Linked DNA regions of Oryctolagus cuniculus: all the other regions are linked to region 3. The links are chromatin contacts, called in public Hi-C maps. All regions are on one chromosome and are shown on one strand. The core of a region is the stretch at or near the end of the contact, and the rest is flanking DNA. Distances in the headings are between cores, read along the strand shown. Region 1 holds the start of TIPARP (TCDD inducible poly(ADP-ribose) polymerase). Region 2 has its middle 8.3 kb from the start of LEKR1. Region 3 overlaps KCNAB1 (potassium voltage-gated channel subfamily A regulatory beta subunit 1).

Region 1 (3,749 bases), core at 595-3,094, 570 kb before region 3:
TTTGTTGGCTTACTGAAGAAAAGGCATTAAATGCTTAGTTCTTTGCTGTTTATGGGTTAACAAAAAATAAAATCAAATCCCCAGGAAAACGAGCATTAAAGATCTAACTGGAGACGTTCATAAAGCTATGTGTAAAAAGAGCGTAATAATATTCAGAAAAATAAAACAGTATATAACAAACTATCAGTACACATGGTAAGCACAAAAGGAAAAGGCAGAAATAGGAGAGAGCGGTGTGAGCTGGCATTATTAGGGAAAGCTTCACGAAGGAGGGATCTGACATGAGACATAAATCAACTGGAAAGCAGCCAAGCCAGGCGTTATTATTCATCATTCGGTGCTCTTGCCTCAAGGCACAATTGGCACAGATTGTGGTATTCCCTCTCCACCACACCAAACCGGCCTGTGCCTTCCCCCACGCACACCACAAACTAAACCACTCCTATCACACCCAATCAAGGCAGAGCAGCCACTAAAGCAATTTTACTTAGACGTGCACGCGCGCGCGCGCACACGCGCACACACACACACACACACACACACACACACACACGCCCGCACACACACACCAACTTTTCCTGTTCTTGCCCCTTGTCAAACTCGGAAACAAAACTGGGGAGAAGAAGAGAGAACTCGAGTAGTTCCTCAATTAGTTTGCATAACAGAAAAATAAAGATTGGAAGGGCACTTCCTCCAGGGCCCCGCTGCAGGCGACACACCGCGCCACCTCTCACCTCGTGACGCCCATCACACCTTCCATGGAAACCGCCCGCCGCCGCGCGACTCCCGGGCGCCAGCTCGGGTCCGAGCGACGCCTCCTGCCGGCCGCGGCGGTTGGCGCAGCTCGGGGCCCCGAGGCGCCGCCGCTCCGCGCCACGGTGCAGAGGCGCCGCCGGGTCCCGCAATCCCTGGGGTCCCGCGGAGCGTTCCCGCCCCGACAGACGCCCGGGCGCCCCCCACCCCTCAACCAACTTCGAGCCCCGGCGTCCCCGCATCCCCCTCTCCCGGCGCCTTCCACACTGAATTCCGGCTGCACCTCCCGAGGAGCGTCCTGCGACTCCCGGGGGGCTCGCCCAACTCAGCCGCCAAGCGGCCAAGCGAGCGCGGCGGCCGGCTCGCGGGCGGCGAAGCCGAAAAAGTTCACGCGAAAGCCGCCTGCAAACTTCTGGGCTGCAGCCCGGAGCGCGGGGTGCCCGGAAGGCTCCCGCAGCCGCCGCGCCCTCCCCCGGGGCTGCGAAGGGTTCCTCCGCGCCTCAGAGTGCCAGGGTCTGCCCGCAAAGACGCGCCCCAGCCCGCCCGCCCGCCCGCCCTGACGGGCAGGGGCAGACTCTGGCGACCCCGACTAAATCTTCAGCGTCTAAAATCTCCAGCGTCCCATTAGTACACCTGCCAAAGGCTCTGGGTGTGTAAGACGACTTAGAAGTGTAAACGAATCCCACCCTGATACTGACGGGATCGGATCCGAGGGAATTCGGTACAAAGACAGTCTAAAAACCAATTAGCCCGATCTGCCAGAGCCCGGCACTCTCCCGGCGGGGGACCGGGGCCGCGAGGCCAGCGCCCGCCATCCCGACTAGGGTCCCTCGTCCCCTCAGAGCCCACCCGGCGCCCCTTACCTGAACGGGCAGGCTGAGAAAACGGACGTCCAGAGCAGCGTCCGCGCCAGGGGTCGGCACGGAGACGGGTGCCGGCGTCTAGGGGTCGCAGGCTGGCGAAGCGGCGAGCCGCGCACGGGCCATTCCGCCGCCGCGAGCGCAGAAAGGCTGGACCGCGCTCCCGTTCCAGATCGCTCGCCTGTCACCTCGAGCTCTGCTTTAAGTGGCTTCCGGTCGCCTCCTCCCGGCGGCCCCGTCGCGGAGGCGGAGCCTGGGCGGCGGGGGGTGGGGTGGGGTGAGGGGGCCGGGCGCTCAGTGGGTGCCAGGAAGAGGAGGCCCGCCCCCCGCGCGCGCGTGCGCGCTCGCTCGCTCGCTCGCGGGGTGGCGCGGGGGTGTGCGTGCTGCGGCCCTGTGCTCCCGCGAGGGGGCGTGTCCCTTCGCGGGCCGGCGGGGTCCTGCAGGGTCCGCGTCTACGCGCGCCGAGGAGCGCGGGCTGGGAGGGCAGGAGGCGCGCGCTACGTGGGGCGGGCTCCACCTGCCTGCGGACAGATGGAGGGTCACTTTGTTCCAAGTAGACCTGGGCACCCGATGTGAGGGAGGATGTGAAACGGAACGACCCGTTTCGGTGCGGTTGGCTTTGTTTATTTGCCTCCACACGAGACGCTCCCAGCCACGGACGCCGCCCGACCCAGAAAGGAGGCAAACGGCTGCCACCGCGGCTGCCGCCAGACGGGGTCGCCTGCCCCGCGCCGGTTGGGCGGGACGGGCTGCGCAGTATAGCTTAGGGCGTTTGACCGTGGAAGCGCGTTTACGTGTGTTTTCAGGCCCACACACACCATACGGACTTAGTTACTCATTTAACGAACATGTTCCGTCAGAGCGCCAGTTACGGGCCGGGCAAGGCCCCGAAGCGCCCGGGCCCCGTGCCTGGCCTCAGGGCGCTAGCGGAGCACCCAGGGGTCACCGAACTGTACACCGAGTGTGAAATAGCCATTTTTTCTGGATTGTAAAATTCTTTGAAGTGTAACTCCGCGTATTGTATACATTTTCGGTGGTGAGGAAAGAAACACTACATTAAGTTAATATAATTCCTATATATAAATATATATTTAAAATGGGGAGGGATGAGCGCGGGTCAGGGTATCCTGGTAATCCCAGACAGGGATTAATAGGAAAAATCGGGACTTTAGAGGGAACGATGATAGGAACACGGTTCCAAGCCTTTAGTACCCTGTTCTAAATCAGCCTAGGTAGGAACACCAGCGAGGAGTAAAGGGTGGTACCTCCCAGCAGGTTTATTTCAAGTCCATCAAGATAAAACTAAGGTGGAGTTGATGGGGTAGAATTCAGAGGCCGATTGGTTAAAAAACAAGCATCCTTAGCTTTCAAAACTGTATCGAGAAAAGATCTTGATCTGTGACTACTCATACATAGAATTCCCTAGAAGCAAATATTTAAGTTTACCATCTTACTGTTTGCTTTCAATTTGTCTCCGCTGTTTTGTTCCTTTACTTTTCTTTCCTGCCTTCCTTTGGAATTTTTAATTCCATTCTCTTCTAACAAATAGATTGTTACATGTTCTTTATTGTTTTGGTAGTGGTTCAGTTATTTGTTGCTGTGTCCAAACCAAAAACGGAACAACTTAAACCAATAATCCTTATATTTGCTCATGATTCTGAATTGTCTGGCTCAGGAATTCAGTCAGGGCATACTACAAGTGGTTGATCCCTGCTCCACCATGTCTGGGGTGTTGATTAGGGTGTCTCAGATGGCCAGGCTAGGATGGCTCAACAAGGCCATATGTCTTGGGACATGTGGATAGAGATGGAGTCTCATAACAGAGAAGAAGATGAGCGTGGTGTGGAAAATATGAAGATGGAAGCTAAGGATGTTGGAGCACAAAGATGGAAGGTTGTTGGGTTCATTCCTTGTTTTTCTCTACATTGCTTTTCCATGTGGCTGATTTAAGATTTCTTCACACAATGGTAATCCTAAGGTTGCAAGAAGGGATATAAGACAAACTCAATATGCAAACCTTTTCTTGTATCAGTCTTACTCATGTGTCCTTGGCCAGAGCAAGTCATATGACCAAGCTCAGCATCAGTGTGGGATGGAACTTACACAAGACTGTAGACATTGGGGGAAAATGGCTCA
Region 2 (3,997 bases), core at 697-3,196, 750 kb before region 3:
CTACATACATACCAATCCTTTACCCAGGCCAGCACTGTAACTGGTTCAACTGGAGCTGGGTGTGTGCCTCTTGACCAACCATGGGGACTAGGCCAAGCCAGATGCAATGCCACCTCACTTCTAATTAGACCTAGAAGAGGTGAGGTAGAGCAGAATCCAGGGCGGAGGGGCAGTGCTGTCCTAGAAGTCAGGAAGTGTGCTGGGAAGACAAAAATACAGACACTTAAGTGGAAATCAGAGTTAGCTGGGAAAACATTTACCAAAGTGACTCCTGCCCTCTCTTCCCTGCTGTGATAAAGTGAGAGGAGAATTTGTAGTTTTGAAGAAGCTTACCAGGAGTTTATACACTAAGCCTGCCAAATCCTCCTCCTATGATACTTGTTACTTGTACAACAAAAACAAATGTGTCTTTCACTAGAGTAATAATAGGCCTAAAGGTGGTGATAAGAGGAATTGAGAAAATACAGATTCACCAAATCGAAGTTTAATAGAAAATAATATGACATTTTCTGAGCTCTAACTTGAATGGGGTTGTTCTGTGTGTTGAACTGACGCGAAAAGTGGTGTCATTTTTGTTTTGCTTTGTAAACTTGATTTATCCGCAAGCCTACAAACATTCGAACTATGTAAATAGCTCTCTGAGCAGAGAAACACTTCGTGCTCACATGTTCGTGAGAAGGAACTTAGTTTCTTATAACGTGTCACCTTTTTTTTTAATGCCCTTGGGGCTTTTGAGTCACCCTGTAAAGAAGTCTCTCCAGTTAAAATGCCAGGGAGACCAGGCACCTCTGATTTTAAAATGAAACGCTGGAGAGCTATGGAAGAATGACAGCATGCACAGAATCCGGACTCTGATTAGTCCCTGTGCAGAGTGGACAAAACTCGGGCGCCAGCGCGGCCGTCCTGGCTCTGCTTCCATTCTCTGAGCCTGTCACACAGCTGCCCTTGTGCGCCGGTCCTCTGAAGTCAAAGCTTGCCGGCGAGAGCGGCCCTGGCGTGATCGCTGATTGATAGAGCAGCTCTGGTTCCTGATTCGTTTAATACATCCTGTCTGAGCGGCTTTTATTACCGAACGTTACCCACGTTCTGATAACAAGGGGACGCCGTGTCCTCCCCAGTGAACTCACTCCCTGTCCCAGAAATAGGCGCATAGCGTGACTGCCCTCCCCGCCGGGGCTGTAAAACTGGAAGCCAGGCGCCGCCCTCCAGCACCTGCGCCTCCCGCGGGGTGACGGCTGCTCGGAGCACGAAGTGCGTGCGGCCGCGGACCGGCAGGTCACGCAACCCTCGGCTGCCCCGCCGCCTGCGTGCCGGCAGCCCGCCCCGCCCCCGCCGCCTGCTTTTGCTGCTTGCGTGTGCACTCGCGGCTTCCTGGTGGGCCCATAGCCTGCCTCGCGTGCCAGCTCAGCCGCGTAATCCGGCGAGGAATCCCAGATTCCGCCCGGCCCCCCTCGCCCTCCGCCAGCTTTAGCCCGAGCGGGTGATGCCCTCGTCTTAATGCCTAAAAGTTTCCACTTCCGATGTTATGCGGCAAACACCTCGGACTGCGGAAGCAGGGAGAAGGGGGAGGAGGCCGCGGAGTCAGCCTCGCCCCTGCACCCGTCTCCGCCTCAGCAGCCTCGGCAACCTTCCTCCGTCGGACGGGCCGACCGGTGGAGGGGCAGGGCAGGGCAGGGCAGGGGCGGCCCGCCCGGGGCTCGGAGACCCGGGGAGGGGCCCCTGGCGGGCGGCTGACGGCGCCAGCCTCGGACCCCCGCGTTGGAGACCAGTTTCGTGGCCGGGCGAATGACCCCAGCCTGCTGCAGACTTCGGAGGGGCTGGCAGCTGTGCCGGGGCCGCTGAAGCTGAAGAGAGCGCTCAGCGGGCCGGCGCTGTGTAGGTTTCCGTGACTTGTCGGTGCCCCGGGCCTTCGGAATAATGAGAACGGGGACATTGTGACAAGTCAGAAGAGCTGGCAGGGCGCGTCCGCACGGAGGCTCGGGCGCGCCTCACGCTACACCGAGTGCGCCGAGGGGACGCGCGTGTCGTGACGCCCGGCAATGAGCTCAATTTGAACAACCGCAGCATCGGGGCCGGGGAAGGCAGCCAGTCACGCAGCGGCTGCCTGGGCTGACCCCCTCTGACCCCGACTCCGACTTCGGCACAGGGGTGTGGGGAATGCAGCAGTCCCTTCAGAACCGATGGCGTGGGAGCTTCAGAACCATACCGAGGGGTTAGGAACTGGACGAGAAGGTTGGGGGTGGGGGGGACTTGCACAACCTGGGGGGCTGCATTCTGTGAGCAAATCGGCTTTCAAGACCACACTGAAAATCACGTTTTTCAATCAATGGCTTGTAGGTAACTGAAAAAGCAACCGTAACGTGGAACTCTGAAGGTCATTAAAATATGCCTTTAATTTGTATTGCTTCATTTAACAGGCAGTACACACGACTTGCATATGCGTGCATGAAATTTAATTTATGCAGTCAACTCTGGAAGCATGCTTTAGCAAGAGGAATAATTGTGAATTCAGAAAGAGTCAGAGTACAGTCAGATTACTTAAAAGGACTAATGAGCTGAAAAAAAAATCATTCCATGACACGAGGAAGCCATTACATTCTTCTTTTCACGGTCTTGAACATCTTGTACCAACTCAATAATACATGGAGGAAACTAATAATCAAAGAAAATACAAGTATTTAGCTGTGCTAGGCAAACATGAAAAGAGCAATATGTTATAGACAATTAAATAATATCCATAACATGTATTACTGGAATTGGAAGCAGTTTATCATTGAAATCTTTCTATTTCAGCCATTTCCTTAGTATTCCCCTGTAGATGACTCAATGGCAAGTGTCACTGTGAAACAATTAAGATTAGTCAGCATGTGCAGAAAAAACTCTGCTCTGAATGTTTAATTTTTGTGAGTTTTTTTTTTTTTCTTTTACAGATTGTAGTATTTGGGATGGAAGTTCAGTAAGAACTTGAGTCTAAGTGCCTCACATTTTGATGCAAACTGCATCAAATTAATTAAATGACTGAAGCAGTGTGTGAGTAAATGGATGTATAGATAGTACTCTGTACTGACTAGAGCTGTGAACAAAAGCATCTCTTGCCAGGCACTCACATGTGATCCTTGGGTGGTAGAACTGACACTACAGCATACCTACCTCAGCAGAGGTGTGAGAAGTGCTAACCCTTATCACAGGTGCCTTGAGATCTTTGGAGGAACATGATCCATTCAACTTTTTCACTACAATTATGACATCCCATACATAAAATTTAAAAAGTATAAAGTAATGTTTAAATACAATGGTGCCATCAAATTTTGTTGTCCATCGTCCATCAAATACTAAAATAGAAGGAGGCTTAGGGACACTTCATCTTTATTTGACAAATATTTCATGATGTGCAATGGAAGTTTCCAATAATCATTGCTATATTAATATACTTAGTAGTAGTATAATTATATGTATGATTAGTAATGTATGATACCACAATAATAGTATAGTATCTAATAATATTTTTGGTGATGGTATTTTGTAAAGAGAGTTGAGACTTCTAGCCTATGAAGTACCTAGAAGGAAATGAATTTATTTGAGAGACAGAGAGTGTCCATCCCGTGGTTCTCTCTCCCAAATGTCTGCAATGGCCAGCCAGAACCAGGGCAGGCCAAAGCTGGGAGCTTGGATTTCTATCCAGGTTTCCCCACATGGGTGGCAGGAACCCAGCTACTTGAACCATCACCACTGCCTCCCAGGGTTCATATTAGCAGGAAGCTGGAATCAGAGCAAGAATCAAAACCAGGTGCTCACATTGGCATCCTAACCAGATGGCTTAACCCCAAGGCAAAATGCTCACCCGCGAGAACTAATTTTTGATGACTCTTGAGGCATCTTGAAGGCGAGGGACCTTCTTGGTGTAATTTTCTGTTGCTGAATGACTGAAAGTCTAGAGGACTATTCTATCAATGTAGCAATAGACTATATGTATCAGGCCTTCTAGGTGCTGGGGACA
Region 3 (4,019 bases), core at 901-3,400:
TTCTCCAGAGAAACAGGACCACAGAGAGGAAGAGGGGGGAATGGAGAGTGGGAGAGGGAATTATTACAAGGAATTGGCTCATGGGGCTGGCACTGAGGTGCAGTAGGTTAAAGCTCTGACCTGAAGTGCTGGCATCCCATATGGGTGCTGGTTCGAGTCGCGGCTGCTCCTCTTCTGATCCAGCTCTTTGCTATGGCCTGGGAAAGCAGTAGAAGATGGCCCAAGTTCTTTGGCCCCTGCACCCACGTGGGAGACCCAGAAGAAGCTCCTGGCTCCTGGCTTTGGATCAGCACAGCTCCAGCCGTTGCAGCCATCTGGGGAGTGAACCAGCAGATGGAAGACCTCTCTATCTCTGCCTCTCTCTGTAACTCTGTATTTCAAATAAATAAAATAAATCTTAAAAAAAGAGGAATTGGCTAATGACTTTAGAGGCTAAGAAGACCTAAGAGGTGCGGTTGGTGAGTGGGAGGCCGGGAAGAGTGGATGGTCTGTTTCAGTACAAATCTAAAGACCTGAGAATTGGCAAGGCTGGCAGTGTCAAGTTCAAGTCTGCAATCAGGAAAAAAGGGATATCCCAGCTCAGTTAGGTAGGAGGAGTTCCCTTCTAGTCATGGTCTAGTCAGCCTTTTTTTTTTCTATTCTGGCCTTGAATGCATAACTGAATGATGCAGGCTTACCCTGGGGATGGTAATCCACTTGACTCACTCCATTGATTGAAATGTTACTATTACCCCAAACACCCTGGCAGACATACCCAGAATAATGTTTTGACCAAATGTCTAGGCAGCCCATGGCTCAGGCAAGTTGATACATGAAATAACATATCATACACTTAGCAGCTGAGTGACTAAAGAGTGAAACAAGCTGGATATCTAAGAAGAAACAGAAATAAAGTGGGCTATGACATTCCTATAAGTAGAATATAGCATCATCAAAGTTTCTTGAATTCCAAGATTTAAGGACTGATGTCCTATAACAATAATGCCATCAAGTACCGGTCTGTTTTTAGTAGAGAGAAAATCAGGAAGTAAGAGGCAGGGAGATTACGGGCTGGTGGAGCAATTCTCTGTGTCTGATCATCCAGCAGATTGTCTTCCAGCAAACAATGAAGGCTTCTTTGTTATACTCCTGCTTAATAATTCATTGATTCAGTAAATATTTACTAAGTTCTACACTAGATGTCAGATTGCAGGAATGCAACAATTAACCATGCACATAAAATCCCTGCTCTTATGAAATTCATACTCCAGCAGGAAAGACAGATAACATAGAAATAAACAAGGAAGAGTGGAAGGAGGAGCTAATTGAACAATCTCACAAAGAAGTTACAATGGGAACCTTTTGGGAAATTGCAGAGAGAGGTGCTAGTCTTAGCCAGTGGTTGGTTCAGGAAACAAGAGGCCTCAGCCTGCAGGTGTTGTCACTGCATGCCAAGAGCTGTGAAATTCCACAAGCAGGCTGAATCACTGACCCCTTACTTACACACCCTTCAAATGCTAAAGCAAGCGCATCCATGCCTAATGAGCGGCACATTCCACACCCAAGGCGACAAAGCCTCTGTCTCATTCTGCCTTAACAAATTAGGAGGAATATCATGTAGGGAAAAATGACTACAGACAACCCACTGAGCATCTCCCTGGTGGTTTCAACCCCTCCCACAGTGGGCTCACCAGGACCAAGGCCAGAACGCATACTCTCATCTGTCCAAAGACCAGCCTGGAATAAGCTGGCAGCTCCAGCCTCTTGGAGTGGTTTCCTGCCCAGCTCTTTCATGGTAACCTGACATAGGGGTGGGACAGTCCTGTGTTAACTGCTTCTGTGCTCCCTGCCCCCACCCTGCCACCCCTCCCAGTACTCAGAGACCCTTATTCTACTACCCCGTGCATTCCTGGAGACTTTTGACACAGCCACCACCAACACCCACACCCTAGTGGACATGCTGAGCAGACGAACGCTGATGACAGAGTTTACGTGGCTCAACAAGGGCGGCATACCCTTGAGAGCCTCCTCAGCTTGGGACCTAACATTCCAGATGAAAACATGTGTAGACCTTGTTGGGTAGCCCTGGAACACAGTCTTTAACCCCGGAGCTGGAGCTTGGACCAGGAGATCCTGGAATACACCCAGTGATTGCACAGCCCACAGCGCCACCTCCCAACCAGAGGCGGACGTGCAGCTAGTCACAGCTCTTCCCCAGCCACCCTCGCTAAAATTAGTCCTGCCTGAACTGATCCAGATTGAACAAGACCTAAAAGAAATGACAACAAAATTCCATATGTGATTCAATTCTGGATCTTGGGCTTTGAAAAAATACAACAAAAGCCATGAATTACTGTGTTGGTTGACAGGAATGTGGATGGTAGGTTAAAGTATCCAGTTAATGTAAATTATGAAAATTTACAGAGGATATGTGAGAGACTATCCTTGTGCTTGGGAGGTTTGCAAATGACTCTCAAAAGCCTTGGGAAAACAAATGGGGACGGGAGCTGTAGGAACCCAGCATGTGAGAGCATGAGCAAAGGTTAAAATAAATGGGCAAAATGTTCACAATATGTTAAAGGATAAAGAGCATACAGATGTTCTTTATATACATTATACTTGGAACCTTGTAAGTCTGAAATTACTTTTTAAATAAAAAGTGTTTTAAAAGAGCTGGACTTAACAACTAGATAGCAATTCTGAAAATAGCTCCTCTACTCCTGGACTCCCACCATTCGAGATTCATTTCTGTGGATATGTGTATTTTTCAGACACAGTGAAATATTAGGGAGATTCAGTTGATACCTAGCTAAGGGCAGGCAGGGGAATCACTTGTTGGGGGAGGCAAAGGCATTCATCTTGGAGAGGTAGCCCATGATAACAGAAAATGAACAGTGGGTAGAAAGGAGGAAGGATCCCTCCCAATCTGGTCATGAGCCAGACAGCAGGGTCCTGGTTTTGAGAACATTGGTGGTCTGTGAGCTAACCTTTTCACACATTCCAGAACATTCTCTGAAGGAAGGGTGAGGGTGAGAAACCTACCTATCCTTTCTCCACCAGTCATGCTCAGACGTGTGTACTATGGCTTAGAATCCTCTGTGCTGGGGAACTCTTGGACATAGCTAATGTAATCTACAAAATATCTACCTATATGGATTGGCATCCTGAGAAGGCAGAAGATGATGACCCCAGTACTTGGGTCTTTGCCACCAATGTGGGAGATTCAGATGGAGTTCCTGGCTCCTAGCTTCAGCCTGGTCCAACCTTGGTGGTTGTAGCCATTTGGGGAATGAACCAGTGCATGGAAAAGTCTCAGTCTCCCCCTTTGTTTGACTTTCCAAAAAAAAAAAACCAGGTAAATCTTTAAAAAACTCTATCTACCTGGGTTAGGTTATAATACCGTAAGGCTGATATAGGATGAGGACTTCTCAGAACCCCAGGCATAATGTTTTCTCTTTTTCTGACTATATGAAATTTCCCATTGTCCCAGTGAAGGAAAATACACAGATTCAAAGTTAAGTTCTGATCTACGTTTGTGCTGATCTCCTGCTAGCTGCCCTTCAAGCCGAGTTTCTTTTCTTTATGGAATAGTGCATCCTAGTGGCATTCTTGGAAACTGCAGGTGAATTCAGAAAGCTCTTTGGCGAAACCTCATTTAGCCCATGGCTGCCCTTTGGTCAGGAAAATCAGCTTTCAAAATGCTTCTTCTTCTTTTTTTTTTTTTTTTTTTCAGATGTAACTTATGACCACAACTTTTATAGGAGGAAATGGGTTTGCGTCACGTAGTGTTGTCCTCAAGCCCTGAATTTCCAATGTTTTTGTTACACTACAACAATACAACTTCCACCCTGGAAAACCACAAGCGGAGATTTCAAAACAGATCGAATTTCTATCTCCCCAATGTGATTTCAAGTCCAAGCAGCGCCACCACTCACTCCTGCTTAAATTCCGAAGTCTGTTCTATCTAAACCGACACTTTTGGAATGTACTTATTTAGAATTTCTGCCCCACTCCATGGGAAACAAGCATATTCTGCAAAT

The links. Hi-C and Micro-C count contacts between places; a contact is called where the count stands out from the background.
Region 1: a contact with region 3 is called in a Hi-C map of an unstated tissue, with 6 times the contacts expected there. The contact joins the promoter of TIPARP here to the enhancer-like site in region 3. A contact is called at or near these places in 3 of 6 Hi-C or Micro-C datasets (ear pinna, skin fibroblasts and an unstated tissue).
Region 2: a contact with region 3 is called in a Hi-C map of skin fibroblasts, with 2.8 times the contacts expected there. The contact joins two enhancer-like sites. A contact is called at or near these places in 2 of 6 Hi-C or Micro-C datasets (skin fibroblasts and an unstated tissue).

What each region holds. Positions count from the first base shown.
Region 1 is chr4:124,200,704-124,204,452 of mOryCun1.1, forward strand. It overlaps TIPARP (TCDD inducible poly(ADP-ribose) polymerase), which reads right to left and starts at 1,845. Exons shown (of 6, transcript XM_002716323.5): 1 at 1,617-1,845.
Region 2 is chr4:124,019,440-124,023,436 of mOryCun1.1, forward strand. No RefSeq gene overlaps it. Among named protein-coding and RNA genes, the nearest start is that of LEKR1, 8.3 kb to the left of the region's middle. Within about 2 kb of position 1,947, at least 6 of the 8 cell types and tissues checked have an H3K27ac peak or open chromatin away from gene starts, as enhancers often do.
Region 3 is chr4:124,766,456-124,770,474 of mOryCun1.1, forward strand. The region is part of intron 1 of KCNAB1 (potassium voltage-gated channel subfamily A regulatory beta subunit 1); the gene reads right to left. Among named protein-coding and RNA genes, the nearest start is that of KCNAB1, 45 kb to the right of the region's middle. Within about 2 kb of position 2,151, at least 3 of the 8 cell types and tissues checked have an H3K27ac peak or open chromatin away from gene starts, as enhancers often do.